Linked DNA regions of Mus musculus: region 2 is linked to region 1. A link is a contact called in public Hi-C data. All regions are on one chromosome and are shown on one strand. The core of a region is the stretch at or near the end of the contact, and the rest is flanking DNA. Distances in the headings are between cores, read along the strand shown.

Region 1 (2,871 bases), core at 208-2,707:
TGCCTGCAGAGTCCTGCCTTACACTCTGGTGAGCTCACCAGCTCCTCAGGCACCTGCACCTCAGATGAAGGAGTTGTGGACAGAGCACATTTAAGTACTGATGCACCTCTTTTTGTCGAGTAAACAGATAGTTCATATGTCCTAACTCCATCTCCCAAACTCCTTTACTGTAACTAAATTGAGATGCCACCAAGGGACAGGACCAAAGATGCAAAAATCATGTAAAATTCCATCTCAGCCATGTGAACTTTCTCAGGAGGAGGGTCTCCACAGCAACGCCTACAGGAACAGAGTCTGGAGGTGCCCAGTGCCTGGAAAGGGCAAGAAGAAGAGCTAAAGAACAGGGAAGGCTGTGCAGAGGGGGCCCAGCCTGGGACGCTCAGTGTTCTCCATACTGGGTGGCCTTGGGCAGGCAGCTTTCGATCCAAGTTGGCAGAAAGAGAGGGACAAAGATCAATTGTCACCACGTGGGTGCTGGCTTCTCAGTAATTAGGGATGGTTGTTAGGTTGGTGAGGACATTCCTAGGTGATTTTCGGTTTGAATATTGCTGTCACCATTAGTAAATCATGGGGCAAGGGCTTCCTGTCTCCATTCCCTTTACAACTCCCAGGTGTGGCACGTCCAGCCTTTTGATGTTGGGATGGGTGCTGTCATTTGCAAAGCTTATGCTCAATAACCACACCATCAAGCTACAAAATAAAATCGTAAAAGAATCTCACAGTGTTTTAGGTGAGTTTATGACCGTGCTAGCCCATGGCCATAGCTACCCTGGGGCGTGGGCTGTTTCCTGAGATTGTTACTGCTTTCTTTCTGGACAGGCTACAGTTTGGCTATCTACAAGAGCAAGTGCCGCCTCTGCACATCAGTAGCTCTCAGCCGCTGCTGGGGCCCAGCTTGGTAGAGCAGGAAGGGGAAGCCAGAGACCCACTCCAGGTATGGTGCGGGGAAACGAACAAAAGCAAAACCAGAAGCATACCCAGCCCCTCTGAGCCATCCTGTGTTGAATGCTTATGTACCCGAGGCAGGAGGGGCTCAGAGAGGAGCAGCCAGCCTATAGCCAGAGGTGGGCAGGTCCTCTGAGACACGGGGAGACTGGGCCTTTGACCTAGAGAGCAACACGGATGGTTTCCAGTGCAGGTGGCTTTCATACCAGGTGGGCAATGCCCATAGTAACCCCAGAAGGGACCCAGATGGTTCCCTTGTTAGGTCTCCTCTGAGAAGGCATCCCCCCACCCCCCGCTTCTGACGGGTTTTGCTGTGGGCAGTTGTCAGCTCTGAGGTTGAACAATGGCTTTGATTTTTTTCCCCCCTGACTGTTGCCAAGTACATGAATAAGCCTAGTGAGTGAACAGAAATGGACCCTGGCAGCCACACAGAATGCCAGGCAAGTGTCTCCAGACACCAGGGAGCCACGAGCAGGTGACTTTACAGGGCCTGGCTGGCCATGCTGGACCGTGGCTGTGAGAGGGAGAAGGCAGGACAGAGATGTCAGTGGAGAGAAGTGAGCACCGGCCTTCCAGGCTGCTGGGCAAGGCTGAAGAAGAGGCGTGGCTTCAGAAGCTCTGAGCTCTGGGCCTGGATTTACCCGCTAACTCATCAAAAATGCCCAACAACGCATGCACTGGATAGCCAGCAGGCGCCATTAATACAAATCCCAGAAGAGGGGCAGCCTGTCTGGAACCCAAGTCCACTCAGCCATCTCTGATCGCCTGACTCTGGCAGAAGGGTGACAGCTGAACTTTAATGGAGTCTACTTCCAGCCACCCTCGACCTGGGCTCCCTCTGCCATGGCACCGTGAGGGTAGCAGCAGCCTTCCCTCCTTAGCAGATAGGGGGACCTCAGCACACCCAACGCTTGGTACCCCTTAAGGCAGGGTCAGCCCAGATGCAGTTGGGAGGCCCTCCTAAGGGGTGCCAGGACAAGGTGACATCCCACCCACAGGAGTTTAAGAAGAGCCACAGGTCACAAGGATTGTTTCTAAGTCTGCATGTGCGGCTCAGTTGGTACAATGCTTTCTAACACGCACAAGGCACTGGTTTTTATCCCCAGCATCCTGTAAATCTGGGCAGGGTGGAGCAGGCATGAAATCTCAGCATGTGAGAGCTGGAGGCAATCAGAAGTTCAAGGTTGTCTTTAAATATGAAACCATGTTTGAGGGCAGGTTAAGATACATGAGACCCTATCTCAAAGACCAATTGCCAGGCAACCCCAAGCAATCTAAAATGAAAACAGAAGCCCAAGCCTACACAGCAGCTCGCCCAGTCCTACGTGTTAGCAAGCCCAGGCATTGGCTCGCCCAGTTACATTGTTCCCTGGGCATATTACACCAAGGTGACTTTTAGGCTAGTAGATCCTCTTTTCTCCAGCGGTATTTCCCATGTGCCAGTCTCCCACCCGTGACTTCTATCATTTTTCCCCCTTTCTCTCTAACCTACAATTTGAGTTGCTAGGTCACTCTTCTAGGCCACTTCTCCATCACCTGCCTCCGTGGGACGCATTCCAGAGGGATCTCAGTCCATTCCACCCGTCCTCATCCCTAGGTTCCAGACTCTGGGTAGAACCTGAGCCTGTGCCTGCTGCTGCCCTGTAAGTAAACACACTGGTTTCTGGACCCTTTACACTCTCTAAAAATACACCATTTACTTCAACATTATCTCTGTCATTTGCAAATGAATCAGTATTTCATAGTTCCTCAGTTTTAATTTCTAATACAATGGATAGAGATGCTTATGACCACATAACAACAGCTCCTTGGCATGCTCAGTCAGTTTTCAGAACTACAGATATTAACGTTTTCTTACTAATATATATTTAAAATAAAACAAAAAAGGAAAAGGAATAGAATGTATTTTTATGAGTTATAAATATC
Region 2 (2,747 bases), core at 182-2,681, 150 kb after region 1:
TGGGGTACACCTCCTGAGAATTGATCCCCCTCTACAGAGAGGAGAACAAGTGCCCTTGGGCTACCAGCTAGGGCAAACCAGACTGATGCTCAGCACTGAGCAAGCTATTCTGCATGCTGCTCCCTCCGGCTGTTTAAGTCAATGTCACCAGAGTCCAACCAAGGTGGCAGGGTATTCTGGGCTGAAGTTAGCAATAGCCCTGTATAGTAAGCCGAGAAAACCTCAAGCCCCCAAATTCCACGAGGCACAAAATATTCCTGGAGTCAAACCACGGGAATCACTGCAAAGGGCTCCAGCCGCGACTCACATGCATCCTGAAATTGGTGTGGAGGGAGAGCTATTTGGGGGTGCTGCCTCACCGTGGCACCCCGCGATATTCCCACCCACCACTCCTTTCCTCAGTCCCCGGTGGCGGCGGCGGCTCCTCAACTCACGCTTCCCCGCACTTCACAAGAGGTCCTTTTCAACAAAACAACACAACTCACCACCCCCCTCCCCAGCACCCGCACCGGCCCGATCCAGGGCTACGCCCAGTCCGCCACCAGGCTTTGCGCACCCGGGAGCGCGCTTCTCGTACTCGCTTCCCAGCAGACACCCTTGCCTCTGTCCTAGACAATCCCATAGCTCCACTATAGTACGGACCAAGATCCAATCTCGGGCTCTGCGGCCCAGCTTGGGCCCTGCCCCTCCCCCTCCCCAGCCTCCCGAAGGGACAGGAGGGACAGGACGGCGCGCGCAGAGTGTCCCTTGTTAACCGCCTAGGCGCCGCGGGAGTCTGGAGCTCCAGGGATGGGACTCACCGGAATGTGCACTCGCAGTGACCGCCTCTTCAGGCTAGGGTTCTTTTTGCCACTGCTCCCGCCCGGGCTGGAAACCTCTTTCTTCTTCTTGGTGTCCATGGCTGCGCTTCCCATAACTTTAGCTAGAAGTTAATTCCGGTGCCTCGTCCCCGGGGTTCGGTCCCCTCGCTGCCTCCCAGGACTGCTGCCGTTACACTGGAGCCACGCGCTTTTTATGACTGTCCTCCCACCCTGAAAACACCTCGTGGGGACTTCCGCGGGGAGGGCGGGTGGCGCAGGTAACACGCGGGGCTCCACCCGAGGGGCTGGCAGTCCGCGGAATGCCGGGTTGGAGCGTCCTCTTTCTCCTACGGAATCATTGGGTGCAGAGTCTCGGCCCGTGCTACTTTTGGTTACGCGTGGCAGAAGTCTTGTGCTGGGTGATAAAGTTTTCCTCCTTCTGCAAAGCGAAGCAACATTTTCCACCTCTCGGCTCCTCCCACAAATTCCCAGAGGTAGTCGGCCAGGCAGGTGCAATTAACAACAGCAATTTGGAAAACAGCCTTCTCGTGTCTGTGCCTCGATGGAAACGGTGGCCAGAGACACTTGGTAGAGAAATGCATAACCCTGGGCCGCACAATAAAGCGACAGGGAGCCTGGGACCCGGAGGGCCTCCTCTTTGGGCGAGAGGGAGGGCAGAGGGGGAAGAGGAGGTGCAAAGGCGAAGACTCGTCGCAATTGGGCTGGCGCGTGGCCGCAGGAATAAACTGTGGCGGCGGCTGGCTGGGTTCTGCGGGCCGAAGGGCGCGCCCCAGCCCCTAGGGGAGAATAGGGCAGGGCGCCCGCCCCGGGCGGCCTCTGAGCCGCGGCCCCCGGGACCCGGGGAACTGTGGGGGCCGGGTCTGGCACCAACGTAGGCTCTGGGAGCGCTGGGCGGTGGCAGGCGGCGCGCGCGTTGAACAGGAAGTGCGCGGCGTGCGGCGCCACTGTCCCACTCCACGCGGCCCACGCTGCCCCCGGGTGGTCGCCGTGCACTCTCTGTCTCAAGGTAGGCCAGCTCCGGACTCGCCAGGAGCTGATTCTGATCCATCTGGTTTTGCTGTGTCTCTGTTTAGGTCCAGCCCCCGGAAACACACACCCGCAGCCCGACCACGCCACGATTGAAGCCCCGGGTCAAAGTGGTTCGGGTGACCGCACTCGCTTCTCGCAACGCCGCCCCCCTGCGGCGTAGGGAACCCCATCCTGTCCAGAGCGGCCTGTGGCGTGGTGAGTGCAGGCTTTTCTCCACAACTTGGTTCTTTTCAGATTCATCAAAGATTGCGCAACAAACCTTGATCTTTGGCAAAGGCGCTCTGGTCTCAGTAAATGCTGAAGTCCTAAAACCACGAGAGGAAATGGGTGCGTCGGAGCCTGAAACCAGGGCGAACACGCCACGTGCTCCCGGATCTTCAGAGCCACTGGCTGCAGATCTGGTACTGCGGGCTGCTCAGGGCCCTGGTGTTCCTCCCAGGCAGCAGGACCTTGGCTTCTGGTCTGAGTGAGGGGCGTGCTTCCTCTCCTGCTCAGAATTGAATACCGGCTGACCCCAGTGATCACTCCAGCTCTTTGAAGCTAACATCAGCCCACCTGCTCCCTGTAAACAGTAATACACGGACAGTACCTATAGCATAAACGTGATAGGGGTTCCTTTGACGAAGACATGACACGGGTAAGGAGATGGCCTTTACTCCTCTTCCTGCTCTCCCACCGTAGAGGATGTGGTTACCACTTTAAGACCATGATTTAGTAAAGGACCTGTCTGTCCCATGAGAAACCCATTGCTGGGTCCAGCAATCCCCTGGATTTCCACGGTACCAGCCAAGTTCCTGCAAATTAGGTAAAACCCTACAGCTGGGGGGAAGGGGGCGATCCTTGGTTCATCAGGTAAGTTTGTATACATCCTGCTACCACACTTTCAAAACAAGAATG

What was found. Hi-C and Micro-C count contacts between places; a contact is called where the count stands out from the background.
Region 2: a Hi-C map of liver shows a contact between it and region 1, with 3 times the contacts expected there. The contact joins the promoter of Prkag2 here to the enhancer-like site in region 1. A contact is called at or near these places in 3 of 484 Hi-C or Micro-C datasets (embryonic stem cells, liver and nephron progenitors), 1 of 115 datasets of contacts at active chromatin or transcription factors (hepatocytes) and 2 of 9 other capture datasets (adipose tissue and pancreatic islet).

What each region holds. Positions count from the first base shown.
Region 1 is chr5:24,951,989-24,954,859 of GRCm38.p6, forward strand. All of the region lies in intron 3 of Prkag2 (protein kinase, AMP-activated, gamma 2 non-catalytic subunit), which reads right to left. Among named protein-coding and RNA genes, the nearest start is that of 1500035N22Rik, 32 kb to the right of the region's middle. Within about 2 kb of position 1,458, at least 38 of the 459 cell types and tissues checked have an H3K27ac peak or open chromatin away from gene starts, as enhancers often do. A contact at or near this core is called in hepatocytes, liver and pancreatic islet, where this site is marked.
Region 2 is chr5:25,099,211-25,101,957 of GRCm38.p6, forward strand. Prkag2 (protein kinase, AMP-activated, gamma 2 non-catalytic subunit) reads right to left here and starts at 1,432. Exons shown (of 16, transcript NM_145401.2): 1 at 801-1,432. The coding sequence starts at 914. It overlaps Gm42232 (a long non-coding RNA gene), which reads right to left and starts at 793. Exons shown (of 2, transcript XR_880887.2): 1 at 643-793. 2900005J15Rik (RIKEN cDNA 2900005J15 gene) reads left to right here and starts at 1,765. Exons shown (of 1, transcript NR_027851.1): 1 at 1,765-2,747.